2 separate regions of the Anas platyrhynchos genome follow, and region 1 is linked to region 2. The links are chromatin contacts, called in public Hi-C maps. All regions are on one chromosome and are shown on one strand. Each heading gives the region's core, a stretch centred on a gene start, on an enhancer-like site or on the middle of the called end of the contact. The rest is flanking DNA. Distances are from core to core; before and after follow the strand shown.

What was found. Hi-C and Micro-C count contacts between places; a contact is called where the count stands out from the background.
Region 1: a contact with region 2 is called in a Hi-C map of subcutaneous adipose tissue, with 5 times the contacts expected there. The contact joins two enhancer-like sites. A contact is called at or near these places in 6 of 8 Hi-C or Micro-C datasets (F1 follicle, F5 follicle, liver and 2 more).

Annotation. Positions count from the first base shown.
Region 1 is chr16:438,193-445,657 of IASCAAS_PekinDuck_T2T, forward strand. TTC28 (tetratricopeptide repeat domain 28) reads left to right here. Exons shown (of 25, transcript XR_011803846.1): 13 at 142-282; 14 at 7,136-7,280. Among named protein-coding and RNA genes, the nearest start is that of PITPNB, 27 kb to the right of the region's middle. Within about 2 kb of position 2,854, at least 2 of the 8 cell types and tissues checked have an H3K27ac peak or open chromatin away from gene starts, as enhancers often do. A contact at or near this core is called in subcutaneous adipose tissue, where this site is marked.
Region 2 is chr16:319,264-326,688 of IASCAAS_PekinDuck_T2T, forward strand. All of the region lies in intron 2 of TTC28 (tetratricopeptide repeat domain 28), which reads left to right. Among named protein-coding and RNA genes, the nearest start is that of TTC28, 14 kb to the left of the region's middle. Within about 2 kb of position 5,943, at least 2 of the 8 cell types and tissues checked have an H3K27ac peak or open chromatin away from gene starts, as enhancers often do. A contact at or near this core is called in subcutaneous adipose tissue, where this site is marked.

The sequences.
Region 1 (7,465 bases), core at 1,604-4,103, 120 kb after region 2:
GCAATCCAGGGAAAATTTGACTTTAACATTTGGTTGAGGTTGTCTGAAATTAATTTTCTCTAAGACTGGTTGAGCATTTGTTACAAAGCTGTTGTTCTGTCCTGCACCAATTATTCCTTCAACCTGCTGTTCCCTCTGCAGAGCCTGTGCTAGCAGTGAGACTGAAAGTGAAGCTGGGGATATCATGGACCAACAGTATGAGGAGATGAATAACAAGCTGAACTCAGTGACTGATCCAACTGGCTTCCTGAGGATGGTCAGCAGGAACAACCTCCTGAACAGGTGAGAGTACAGTGCTGTACTGTGGGGATCAGTGAGCAGAATGAAATGTCTTGCTGTGATCTCAGAGTAGAGCTGATGATGTTGTTGATGAATGCAATCCTGAGGAACACGACGGAGGCCATTTATGCAGCATCTATGTGTCTTTCTGCTTCTTGGGAGCCAAATGCATTTCCCTGAACACAGATCTAGGAGCTTACCTAAGGTGTCTTGTGAATTAACTGGTTTGTAGCTGTTAGGAGAATCTCAGGAATGGGGGAATTTGAGCACTTCATTAAAAGCACCCTCACAAGAGCATCAGAAGGAGAACTAGAAGAAAACATGACTGATGTTTTCAGAAGCTGCACTGAGATGAAGAGAAAGGCAAGATACTAGTGTGTGGCCTCCCTGCCCAACTTTTGTCTCCAGATGGGGGAATATCAGGGAGCTCTAGTGGTAAAGCTGATGCTGCCACATCTCTTTTGTACTTGGTTTGCTGAGTCCCAAACTCAGGGCAGGTGCTATAGTCTTGCCCAAACCTTTGAGTACTTACATCTGCTTCAGTCCCACAGATGATGAAACGAGAGGCTACAGAGTCTAGAAAGGAACCGTAGAAAGCATTACCTATCCTATTGTTACACTGCGTGGTTCTTAATCTAGCAGTGCAGAGAGCAGTATGCAGCACAGTGCATGTTGCACAGTGAGCTTGGGACAGCAATGAGTTATCCTTGGGAGAGTCCTGCAGCTTCAGGAATGAAGCAGATGAAAGCCTACATGGAAGGAAGAAGATTAAGAAAGGAAAATGGAGTAGGCAGCATTTCTATGCACTGGCCTAGAGTTCTAGCAAGGAACTGTGAGCTTTCAGACTTTGGGTAAACAACAGAATTGAGTATTTAGGAAGAATACAAATTGTCATCTTGCATCTCTGGCCTCCAGCTCTCCGCCTCTGTGCAGTTTTTCTTCTGCCAGCTAATACTGGCATAAATTCATGTAGCTGTAGGTCAGTGAGGTAGGTTATTGCTGCTGTCATGCTTCAGGAGATGGCAACGTTGTGCCTCACAAGCAGTGAATCAAGGTACGGCCTCTGTTTGCCTTGGCTTCTGCAGTGCAGGGCAGAAAGGGGAGTAGGGCCTGTTTGCAGTTGAGAGTAAGAGCTTGCCTTTTCCTGCTGCCAAGGCAGGCCCTGCATTCCTCATGTGAGGCCTGAATGCAGTGTTCACATCTTGTGTTTGAATGTTGGAGATCCTCAAGGGGGAGTTTATATGGCCTGGGGCCAATGTGAGTTCCTTCACGCGCAGGAGTTGCACATGCTGTTAAGGTCCTATGTCAAAATGAGGCCCTAGACATGCTGGGACTGTTCGGAGCCATCCAGTCTCCATTTCTGATGACAAGTGGGTGACTGAAATGAAGCCATTGGTTTTGGATGGGTGCCCTCTGGCTGCTGTCATCAGGTAACCCGGTGATTCTGGCTTTTAAGCAGAGAGTAGTATGCTTTTTGGCAGCTCTGCTTTGAAAAGCAAAAATGCCTAGGTTTGGCAGTTAGCTTAAGGGACTTCTGAGAAGAAGAGGACTTCAGAGGAAAAAGGGATGCTGAAGGGACACTGCAGTGATCTCTGTACTGTCCAGTAGCTGTCTAACCAGTTCATGCCAAGAGATCCTGACACAGTCCTAGTTGCTTATGTTTTATACAGCTTCTGTTTTCTCTGCTCTGTAGGACTTTTAGACCAGATTAAAATCTGATTTCTTCCCTGCTCATCATCTTTTGCTCAAGCAAGAAATGTGATCATAGCCATCACCTGAATATAGCTCCCCCACCTTTCCTTTGGCCTCTGCACCATCATGGGGGACACAGTCTGTCTACCTTCCTGCAGAAAACATGTGAATCAGCCCTGCCACTGCTTAAGTGTAAAATATACTTCCCTGAGGGCTATTTTTACAATGCATCATAATGGGAGTTTGTAAAAGGCAAATAAGGAGGTAAGGAGTAATGTAATTTCAGGTGCAAATTTACTTGTGACAAGGACATTGTTGTCTCCCAACCAGCCTCTGTGCTTTGCAAGATCAGGGAGCAGATCCTCCTGGAAACTATGCTAAGGCAGGGATTCTGGCTGGCCAAGGGCAAAGTGTGAGGCCTTTGGAAGACAGATTCGGAAAGCAGTGGCCAGAGAGTTTCTTATCTGCCTGGTTCTGTACCATACGGGGGCAGTGTTGTGGCTGCCCAAGTACAGACCACCCAAGCAGAGAGTTCTGGGTGGCCTGAGGGTTATGCACCACCACTGGTGGGTATTGGAGATAATTGTGGGTGCTTGAAAGCATCTGCAGGGGCTTGATATTTGAATGTTTTTTCAGAGCTTCCCACAGCTTGGTATTGTATGTCAAGACCTTGAATGTGGGTATTGGTCTGCATGTCTAGGAAAGGACTTTTTGAGGCAGGCTTGCAAAGTGACAGGCCCGATGGATATCCATTTGTCCCAGGACTGTCAGACCATTAAAACAGTGAGTCTGACTCTCAGCCCTCCAGAATGGCTGTGCTTCACCATGAGTAATATTTCACCCATTCAGAGTGTTAACAAGTGCCAAGGCAAGAGCAGTGCTATGCTGGCTGCAGTATGAACTGCTCCTTCCTGCCTGTGTGTAGTCACATTCATCCTCTGCAAGCAAAGCCAGGCCATGAGAGACTGGTGGCATGCCAAATTAGTCTGAGCTCAAGGCTTGTATGACAAGGGTTTTTTCCACCTTTCTCTGAGGACCTCATGGGATCATTGCTTTGTTCCTCTATCTCCAAGACAAAGGGTGGAAACAGAGTTGCCAGTGATATATGCAGGCAGTCCCGAGTCCCAGTTTGTGCTGTTTCCTCTGCTTGTTGCAGGCCAGGATGCCTTATACAAAGGATTATAAATTAGCAGCACTGCAGAGTGTGCAGGGACTCCAAATTCTATTGTTCCAGAAATCAGGGGAGGGAACACTGCAACAGCAAGGTAGAAATGCTCAGACCTGCTGCTGTGCAGCACTGGCTCTTCATAGAAGGGGTGTTTGCCTGAAAGTGTCCATCTTGTTGCATTAAAATCACCTGGACTCAGATGCCTGACAGGCCACATGGAGAGCTATTTGTTTGCACTGGTCAAAGAGAGATGGTCAGGGCTCCAGGTTTGCTCTGCTTGCTAAAAAAGATCTCTGTCCAGCCTCTCCCTATGGTTTTTCTCTGTCTGTGTGTACACAGACATGCAAAGGATGTGGAAGATTTATGATATTCCTTTGGTTTTGTTCTAATAAAAAACAGTCTGAGTGGTGAAGGGATAAATCTAGAGCTGCTAGGCTGTGCAAGCAAGATGAAGGAGGCTCTGCTGATTAATCAAACTGGTATCCCCTGCAATAAATTAGTCTGTTAAATATGTTTAACACCGACGACTAGGCTGGTGAGTGCCACCTGCTGGCAAATTGCTATTTCTTAGGAAGGCCAGGACTGTTCTGCTTGGACTAGTGTTCTTTGTGCTCACTTGATCCTGGATAAGCAGGAGGGGTATCCCTGCCCTTCCTCAGTGGTATATCAGATGGAATATAGTAGAGGTGTGTGCTTTAAGTACATGGGGTCAGGGCACTAGAAATGCACAGGATTGGGAAAGCACAATTTCTATTCTATTTCTTGATCAGATTTTAAAATCTGTGCTATATAGTGTAGAAACAGCTGGGCACTGTACAGCGCGCTTGGCTCAGTCAGCTGCTGCAATGAAGCTAGGCAGAGCGATCCAGAGGGGAGGACTTAGTGCTGAATCCATCCTGATGCTGCCAAGAAATTTGGTGTCGCACAAGTCACCTCGTCAGGTTCTCAACAGTGCTGAGTAGTTTTAGTGTGCCTGTGCTTTCACCAGCATCCGTTTGTGTAGGAGAGCATGGACAGTTAGACACAAGGCTTCTCTTTGCATCCATTTAATACTCCTGTTGGCCTGTAAGTTACAAAGCTCTTGTTAGTGGAAAGCATGGGCGATAGCATCATTTTTTCTTTAGTGAATACTTTTTAGACATGAGTTAAGCTGGGTCCAGTGACTGGTTGCAGCAGCTGAGGAGAGAAAGGGAGGGGAGAAAGAAAGTTTCTAAATCGGTCTGTTGATAAGCGTCAGGGCTATGTCTCAGGCCTGTGGTTGGCAATGGTAGAAGGTGTGCACTTGAGTGGAATGTTTTGCTCACCTTACCTTTTCCTGGAAATTTGACCTATTCCATGAGTATAAGGAGATACTGTGCAGTCACATATGCCTACAGCAGATATGCAATCAACTGTATTAGTGTCATTGGTTGACCTACCTATTGGACGTTTAGTTATGTTCTGATTTCCTGCATATGCAAAAGCTTTCTGTTTTTGTTTATTTCGTGTGGTGATAGCTAAGAATCGATCCAGGCAAGAGGTAAAACTAATGAACAGAGTCAAGGTATTTTTTGAGAGTAAAGATTCTTAACAGAAGATGTTGCAGTCTGCTGTCCTGATGAAGTGTGGGGGGTTGGTCACGAATCCAGAAAACTGTAGCTGCTTTCCTGTCATGTCCATTGGCACAGGTGCATGGCACTGGAAGACGCTTGAGAGACAGAGCAGCTCTGTGGTTCACAGAGACCAGGGATGGAAGGAGACTTTCTCTGTGCATCTGTGCAGCAGCATCAGAGCATGAGCTGGATATGGAATCCTTCATTTAATGCATTTGGCACTGTGAGGGCAATGGGACATGTGTTCCCTCATGGGTGGCCTTCTACGCATGAGATTTGTTGTTTTCATTGCTGGACAGCCCCAGTGGTGACTCCAGTTGCACTTCAGACCATGTTCTACCATTACTGTTAAATGTCTCATTTCACTCCCTTCCTCCTCCCTTCCTTTTTTTTTTCTTTTTTTTTCTTTTTTTTTTTTAAGGCCCACCTGTTAAAACTTTCTGGAAAATTATCCTTTTTACATAAAACAGTTATTCATGGCACTGTGCCAAGGATAGCCTTTCAGGGGAGCACAGCTGCTGGATTAGAGAGACTAGAGAGGGGCAACATCACTTCCTGAAGAAGGCAGTAAGTTTTTGTACCCATGCCATCTTGGTCTCCTCACAGTGCTGGTGTTTGGTGATGCCTGACACCCAGGAGAACATGTGAAAAGCTGTCTGTGGGATGTTGGAAATGGGCACCAGATCAGCACTCGTATAACGTTCACTAGCCTCTTGGTGATGACAGCACCTCCAAGTCTCTGGAGAACAGAGAGATAGTACAATAATTCTTACGTACAAGAGCTGCATGTAGGTCTCACACAATGTACGTGTACTCTTTGCAACTGAAAGTGACTTCCAAATGACAGACCACTTGATAGGAGTGTCTGTAGTGCAAAAGACTAACAAAGGCCTGTACTAGTACAAATGTTACACTTGCAGCATCTGTGAACAAGGATGTGCAGACAGGGAAGTACAGAAACATGTCATGCTTGTAGCATGAGATGAGCACACAGTACAGATAAACTACTGAAGCTCAAATACCTAATTAGCATAGGTAATTACCACATTATATATAGAGAGATAGATAAAGTGCGGGGTAGACTCCTGATATACATGGAAGCTGATAAGGGAATGAATACTGGTTTAGGAAGTAATGTGTATAATAAAGGAATAGCTGCATGAATTCTTCAGGTTCAGGCTCCTGGTCAGTGGCACAAGGTGCTGTTCTTGTCCCTGAAATGCCAGTAGCAGTTTTGGGGTGAAAGACAGGGAGAGACTGCTCCTGTAAGGAGTAGCTGACGGCTTGAACTTGGTAAGAGTGAAGGCTGGTATAAGCATGTGGGAAAATAGCTAACCTGCTGAGTTTTGGGGAAGATGAGGAGAGCTACGAAGTGTGCAGTGAGGGGCTGTTCAAGAAATAATGGCAATGTTTGAAAGACTTCTTGGTGCTTAACAAAAGCAGATCTGAGAAGGACTACTGTCAGTGATGGGAAAGATTTTGATGAGTCTGCAGGGGGACCAGAGGGGTGAGTGTTGGTTTTGTTTGTTACTTTAAAACAGGTCCAGATTAACTCTGTTCAGCTGCTTGCATGAAGAAAAAAAATCATCAGGAAACTAAATCAGGTCTGCTGGGGTGGAGAGAAAAAGAACTGTGTAGTGGCATTTGGGTGGGGCTTGGAGACAGCTTTGTGACTGAGTTTTTGCAGTGAATACTGTAAGAGAATGACTGGAGATGGACAGATAGCAAATAAAGGAAACCGTCCTTTGTACTGCCATTACCCCATGGAACAGGAAAATGGGAGCAAAACAACATTGCAGCAAATTATAAAGCTTGTAGCGAAGCAGGTTTCGGATCAGCTGTCTTGCTGGAAATGTGGATTCTAACCTGCTTACACAACTCAGAATTTTTTCAGAGGCAGAGCCTAAGAGGCATAACTCTGACTTCGTGGAGCCATCCAGAGGAGTGACAGCAAGTGCAGGCGTGATCTTCATGTCTTGTTGCTTGCTTGTTTTCCTATTTCCTTTCAGTATCATGCTAGATTAGTTGGTGCAAAACCCCACTGTAAATCTTCCTGTGATTGTAGTCAATTGTTAACAGGTCTCATGTTTGCCCATACACAATTGCTACCAATAGGTAAGTAATAAATGTTGTGAACAGCATTTTAGGCACTTCATTTCATAGAGAAACTCCATAGCAACGCAAGCTGCTGTCCGCAGCTAGTTCACCCTGCCATTAATGTAATTGTTCATTGTGGTGTGAAGCTGAATGGGAGAATAAAGCCCTGGCATAAAGCATCTTACAGACCACAGTCATCTGCTTGGATGGACTGGGACTGCCTCATTGTCAGCATTATGAAGGCAGAGCAACTTGCTGTGGACCTCAGATTTCTGCAACTAACCTCTCACCTGCCTTTTGCCCACAGGAGCTGTCAGAGCATGACCAGCCTATTCAGCAGTACCATGTCTCCTGTTAAGGATGGAACATCATCTCTTCCAAGGAGGCAGACTTCCTTCAGCAAACCCCCACTCCGTGCACTCTATGACTTACTGATAGGACCACTGGAAGGAGTAAGCTTCTAGCACACACAGACATAAAGATACACTTAACCAAAATCACCTGTTGTATGGGAAAGCAAGAATAGACAGCCTGGGAATTGTTTCTGAGGCGTGGGGCTTTCCACTTGATCTTCCCTGATGGTGAGACAGGATGTGTTGGGAGGTGGAAATAAAGGATATTGCTGATGGTACCTCTT
Region 2 (7,425 bases), core at 4,693-7,192:
GTTAGCAGCGCATCTACAATTCTAATGGGGAATATCACAACTGGAATCTTGCGTGTATTTGTAATAAATATGTCTTTGTCCTGTAATCAAGGCAATCCATTAAGCTGATCCATACGTCAAAGGATGGCAAACATAAACAAAATAAAAAGCATGGTGAAATAAATCTGTGAAATGGGAAAACAGAAAGGAAGAAAGTGTTTGCTTTTGCTTTCAAACACAGTTGTTTCACCTTGAATTTTCATACAGCTTTTATTTCTAGTCAAGGTCCTGAGTTAACTCAAGTTTTGATGCTCCCCACACCCCCCAGGTCTCCCAAAATATTTTTAGTGAGATCCTAACTGTGAGCATTTGTTTTGAACACTACAAAATGTTCCTGAAAAGTGACATGACTTTGTTTACCGTATTTCTGCACCACTAGGGCACACTAGTGTACTGTATGCCCAGAACAAGCTCTTAGAGATATATGCTCCCATTGCAATTATGTTCTTGTGAACTTAAGAAATAAAAAAGACTACATTATGAAAAGCTGTGCCTGAAAGTCTTTATCTTAACACAGTGTGCCTCTCCCAGCCTTGAAATCGGTCTGTAGCAGATCAGAATAATTTGCTACAAGTCTTATGTTGTGTGACTGTTTATTTCAATGGTACATAAAACTAATGTTTTTAGTGTTTGAGAGGATTGGCTTGTAAGTCTTACTATTTTCAAAATACTTTGTGTAAATATCATTGAGAAATTAAAAGATAACAGAATATTTCAGGAATTAAATAGTATTTTGGGAATACTCACAGGCAAATCAGATTAGGCTCATTTTGTTCTTTTGATGTCATGCCAAATGGTTTTGTTTGTTTTGCTGTTGTTCTGGCTCTAGAGAATTTTTATTCAGTTACTCAAGCTGCACAACTCTGAAAAGAATCCTAGATATGGTAAATGAAAAATAAGGGATATATTCTGTTACTCTGACATCTGAACAGTCTCTGCTTGGTTCTTGGTGGTGTTACAGATTTAGGTTTTATTCTGTTTTTATCCTCAAATTAATTAAAGACATACTGTGGCTTAACTGGTTTAGATTTGGGTCTAATTCTGTTAAAATTTGGATTTCACTAGTAGTCGCAAATGTATAGTAATTCATGCTTCAGATATAGAAAAATAGCTGGTCTCAGTGTTACGATAGCTAATATGTATGTATTGAAATATCTACTCCTAATAAGAAAACAAAAACAATTCTATAAGGTACATTTTTACTAACCCTCAAGAAAAACTGTTCCACTATGGGTTGTAGGGTTAGCTTTGGAAAGTCTCTTAAGACTCGTGGCATAATGTTAGTTGCCTAACTAAACTTTTCTTGGATTCTTGACTATTTTTTACTAATGTATGCTATAGACAAACAAGCCTATTAAAAGTGCAACACAATTTTTGTTTTTGAGATAATTTTGTCTACATTCTGCAAGATACTTGTTTAAAACTGTTTATCCTTATATGAAAAATTGTTCAAAATGCAATGCAATTATAAATAGAAATATTTTGCTTTCTTGAACCTGCAGGATCCGTGTAGACCTAGTTTAGCTGGGTGGGCTTCATTAAAAAAAATGTTAATTCCACAATCTAATTCAAAATCTCTAAATACTATCAATGCTTGTATCACTTTTTTTTTTTTAATAGGTGAGCTGGAAAAACAGGGCAAATTGTATAGGAAGAACTGTGAGTTGCTCCAGGGAAAGAAATGTTGAGTGAAGAAATGAGGGTAGACAGCAGGGGGTATCAGAAATGGGGGCTGTTCTGAGTAATATGTGGAGATTCTACTTTCTGAGCCAGACCAGCCAAAACCTAAGGAATGCCTAAATGTATATACCCTGTCTTTGTGCATTACTTCTGGTCATGAGAATTCCTTTTTTTTTTTTTTTTTTTTTTTCTCTTACAGAAAGAAGCATGCTTGTAGATCCCATTGCATCTCTTATTTGACTCTTAAGTGAGTTGCTGTAGTGTCACGCTATTTGTTAGTAATATTCTCTTTCTGAATAATGTAGGGAACATGGAAGAAGAATTGCTATTAGTTGTACCATATTGAGGCTTTTCTGTTCAGAAAAGAAACGATCAGTTAGATTTGGAGATGAAATTGTTGCCCAGTGCCTTTGGTGCCTTAACATTTTGTACCGCTGAGGACCTTCCATCTTCCACTCGTGACCTGCTTTTCCTTCACAGCTCTGCACACTGTGGTGGCTGTTTTCCAGCCTCTGGGCTTCCCTTGTTCTCTTGCTGTTCTCACTGCCTTGCATCTGAGAGCCCTGACATATGTACATTTGCATATGATCTTCCAATCTATGTCACCTTTCCTCCTTTTTCCCCTTCTCTTCCCACCTCTCCCCCAAATTACCAACATTTATTGTGCCATCACTAATGTTTTGGAGATACCTCCTATTTGGCTTTTGTGCAACTGGCATTGCAACATCTATGTAGAGTTCTCTTATTTGTTGTAAGACAAGCTAAACTGGAGACAATGGGAAGCCTGGCTAAGTATGGCTTTCAAATGTTGGCCTTTGATTACCTTTTGTGGTAGTGAAGTTGTTGGAAGTATAGCAAACTGAATGCATTTATAAAAATATGAGTCATGGCTTGAGTGATCTAGCATGACTCTTTGAAGGTACTCTGTTTATAACAGTGCTGCTTTGTATGTTCTGTATGTTAAAGATGCATGGAACACATTCTGAAGTAACACTTAAAATGTTTTTTTCCAAAATATTTGAAGAATAGTTTGAATGATTAATTTCTTTCTGTTATTTGAAGTGGCAACATTGTGTGTGGCAAAAAGACAAATTATCAGCAAAGATCTGTGTTCTAGGTTTTGAATGAACGTAAAGTTTTCCAAATCCCATTCCTATTCAGTTCAGTTAGACTCCAAATGTCTGGGTCTGTACCCATCAAAAATGCTTCAGATCTAACAGTTGTCTGAGTATGTGTGTCACATTTCATTGTCTGGGCTTGACTGTGTTGAAATATGTGAAGTGCACCAGATAGTATGTACTTAACCTATTCATTGGATTTACTCTGATAGACCCAGCTATGTAAAGTAGTGTTTGTTACATGTGGTCTCTCTTTAATGAAAGATGCAGTATTTTCTGTTGCACTTCTCAGGTATTATTACTTGAATCTTTATTTTATAAAAGAGACACGTTAAATACAACACTTACTATTTGGTAGAGCAACATTTATGTTTAGTTTGTCTTCATATTAAAGAAAAAAAAGGAGGATTTTTTTCATTACCTCCTCCAAGAAATCTTCTGTCCTCTAGCTGCTGTTTTTAATAACCTCTGTGGGAGGCTCGTTCCAATATCCACATTCTCTAAGATTTTATAAAGCATTTTCTGAGTTCAGGGTTTCTTTGGGGGGGTGGGGAATGACAACGTCTTGGAGAATAAAACTTTCTAGTATTACAGAATCACAGCATTGCTGAGGCTGGAAGGGGCCTCTGGAGATCATCTAGACCAGCTCCCCCTGCTCAAAGTAGGGTCAACAGCTGGTTGTCCAGGACATTGTAGTGAAGTACCTAAATTTTACAGGATAACTCGTTCTTATGATAAAACAATGAAGAGGCATCTGGACAAATTGAAAGGTGACATTTAAAATGGATGCGAAGAAATGTTGTTTTCAAATAATCTAATCTTGGTCTGTGGGAATTTATTATGACAGCATATTACGCCATTAGTTTAGCCATACTTTAAAAGTATTGGAAACTTACAAACGAGAGTATCAAAATTGCAAGGAATTCCGAGTGGAGGATGGATGAGAAATAAGATTTCATTTTGGGGGATATTAGCTATTTGTTAGTACAAAATTTTGAGGTGGGGAAGGAACAAGTTAATTTAGGTCTTCTTGTTAATTTAGAGTTCTTGTTCCTGTGTCATTCTCAGAATCGTCAGTTGCAGAAGGCAGTTTGTAGTGACTAGCCTTGATTCAGCACTGGTCTTATCCATTGCTTGAGCTCCTAATTATGTGCTTCAATTTGTGTTAGGATGAAAACATAAAATATTTGTAAGGTAGTGAGTAAAAACTTCCGCTGTTGTATTAAAATACAGTGTCTTAAATGCATTTTGTCTTAGTTGTATAGATATTCCCTCATGTTTCTGAGGACCAGGACTTTGGGTATTGTGCATGTTGCTTTTCAAAACAGGTTTTTTATTCTTTGGAACTAAAATGTTAATTTGATCTTCATGATGAATAGGTAGAATGTTTGTTTTTACAAATGTACAGGTGTAAGCTGAGACTGAATACTTCCTTGAGTCAAGTTTAGAGATGTTAGCTTATCTCACATACTGAAATGAATTTTGCTTATTATGGGGGTGCAGCAGTCTTGCAGCTTGAGGATGCTCTCTTCTGCTTGTGTCAGTGACAAAGCTGTGCTTGATTCCGATCATGTATGGTTACATGTGCTGAGATGTATGTGTACTGTTGTTTTTTGGAATCATGATTTTCAGTTCACATTTTGAGATGGCATCTGATGTATACTTAAGCATAGTCATTTAAGAATGTGCTGCAAGTTTACATACTGTGACTGTATTTGTAGCAGTAAATACAGAGATGTCCTGATTGCGTACTTGGGCAGTGCTTCGTTTCCACAGTCTGAGTCACACAGTAATTGCCAGGGACAGTTTTGCCTTTAAGATTTGTTATATTTAACTTTGTTTGCTTTTTTTTTTCTTCTTATAGCAACATTAAACCAAACTTTCCAAACAAAGAAAACAAACTTGTCTAGTATGCATTTTGCAAGCCACCAAAGGCACACAGCCTAGATTATATTCATACCAAAAGAATCATTCTGTAACTTAACTTTTAAAAACAAACAAACAAAAATCCATAGTGTGCACAGAGCTTAATAGTAAATGTTATTGTAGCTTTGTCTAAGTATTGTGGAATTTCCTAACCGCAGAAGTGCTTTCTGCATGTGATGAACTGGGGAAGGAGAGATTAAAAAGAAAATCTGTAATGGGAAATCACAGCCTTAGAGGCATATATGGGCATTTGATTAAGGTAATCTGTGTCAAGGTGTCAGCAAAGGAAGTAATATGACATAATGCTGCAATGTTTTTTTTCCTTTAATATTCAAAGGGCATAAAAGGGGAAAAAAATAAGCTGCCTTTATTGAAAATAAGTGAACTCTTACATCATTCCAGTTCTCAGGCTATAGGAAAAAGTGACAAATGTGGCAGAGTAAGAATAAATTTGCATATGTCTTTATATGTAATTAAGAAGAATAGAAGGAGGTTTTAAGCACTCCCAGGGTTATCTTGATTTTATTTCTGAGTTTTGTGTGAGTAGAAGGATGTTGACTGAACAACTTAGTAACACCATCCTATTTGAAGCCCCAGATACTGGTGTTTGAGTATTAGTGTTCCATGAAGGGCACAACAGGTTGCTGAATGAGAGAGGGCCAACTTAGCTAACATTTTTGAAAGACATGTCTCAGCAGTGGTCTGTGATTACGTGCAACTGTTTAAGCTGCGCAATGGATCAAAACTTTGTTTCTCAAAACAGTGGCATTTTTCATGTCAAACTGTTCTTCAGCTGTTAGAGAAAAGGTAAATACTCTGAAGAATTTAACTGACACAAAATGAATGCACTACGTGTATGCAATCTGAAAGTAATGACTCCCACTTTTCATCAGGCACAAGTTTCTCTTACTGGTCTTTGTCTACCTCCTCTGCTTCATTTAAGAATGTGGCTTTCTATGTGCGGATGGAGAAGAAATTTGAAAGGCAGAATAGAAAGAGGAGGGGATTTTGAACCATGAGGCCTTTGGGTATTTGAAATGCAGAAGGATTTTAGATATTGTCATGTAACTGTAAGGGAATTCAGCAAAATAGCTTGCATGGGTATTTTCTTAACTCACTCCAGCTGTTGATCATGTGACCAGCCTATTTAAAAATAAAAGGGACATTTGCTCATCCTCTTGTAATTCTGACTGCTTGCATATCTTTAGAAATTTACCCACATGCTGTAGCAATCTGTAACCACCTCAGATTTTCTCTAAGAACTGCAAGTAAAATGCCCACCCTCAGTCGTGTGTAAAATTTTTAAGCAAAGAATGTGACTTGACCATGTAACGTTTTTCATGAATAGGCCTCTTGTTTTTAATTTGATGAGCAAGGAACTTTCCAGTCCTGTCCTCCTGCTTACAATCTGTTTTTAATTTGCAGAAAGATGCATTCCATTTTTTTCAGGCACAAAACTGCTTAACAGATTCTTTTGGCTTTGCTAGAACTTGATGTGTTATGTTATCCTGAGATTTGTGCGTTTGTTTTTATCTTACCATCTCACAGAATCACAGCACAATTGAAGCTGAAAGCAACTCTGGACATCATCTAGTCCAGCCCCCACTGCTGAAAGCAGGTCTGGCTAGAGGAAGTTGTCCAGGACAATTGTCCAGTTGGGTTTTGAATATTTCTGTGGATGGAGACTCCACAACCTGTCTGGGCAACTTGTTCCAGTGTTTGACCACCTTTACACACACACAAAAAAAAAAAAGTTTGTATCCATTGTCTCTGGTCCATTCACTGAATACCACTGAGAAGAGCCTGGTTCCATCTTCTTTGTTGTCCCCCTGTCCGGTGTTCATACAAATTAGTAAGATGTGCTCCTCCACTGCACCTTCTCCAGATTAAACGACTGGAGGTGCCAGCCTCTGCTCCTATGACCGATACGCCAATCCCTTAGTCATCTTTGTGGCCTTTTTGCTGGACTTGGTCTAGTCTGACTCTTTCTTTCTTGTACTGGCGAGCCCAGAACTGGTCACAACACTCCAGATAAGTTCTTATCTTGTATACTCATTCTATGTAGGTTTACTTGTTAGCTGTTTTTTTGCTGTTGTTATTGTTATTGCTGCGTATTGTGCCTTCTTCCCATCCCCCTTCTTTTCTTCTTTTTGAGTAATCCTTTTTTTTTTTTTTTTGCTGGTGGACTCAAGGTGGACCAGGTACCAAAGTGAGCATCACTAATACAGTGGTGGAAGAATACTCTGTTTCTTTGTCTATTTACGTACATTAAGACACTTTTACTTACATTTTCTTATTTCATGTCCTTGTTGGGGTGGTTGTTCGAATTTATAGAGTATGTTTTTTATTGTGATTAAGGAGCTGCAGTTGTCTCAACTTTCTCCACTACCCCCTGTTCTTAGTGTTGTTTTCTGATGATACTCTTGAATAGAATGGCAAATGTGTGTACCCTTTTTAGTAGTTCTAAGTAACTGGGTTAGAGTTTGAAAATGTTAATTGAGTCTCAGAATACTATAAATCAACACAATCTGAGCATTTACTGTAGGCTTTCATTATTCCTCTGCAGTTTCTGGAACCTGTTTTTATATGGAAGAAAACAACTTGAAATTGTATTTTAAGGAGTTGAGTTGCAATTTTTCTACTCATTCTAAATGCTGTAATG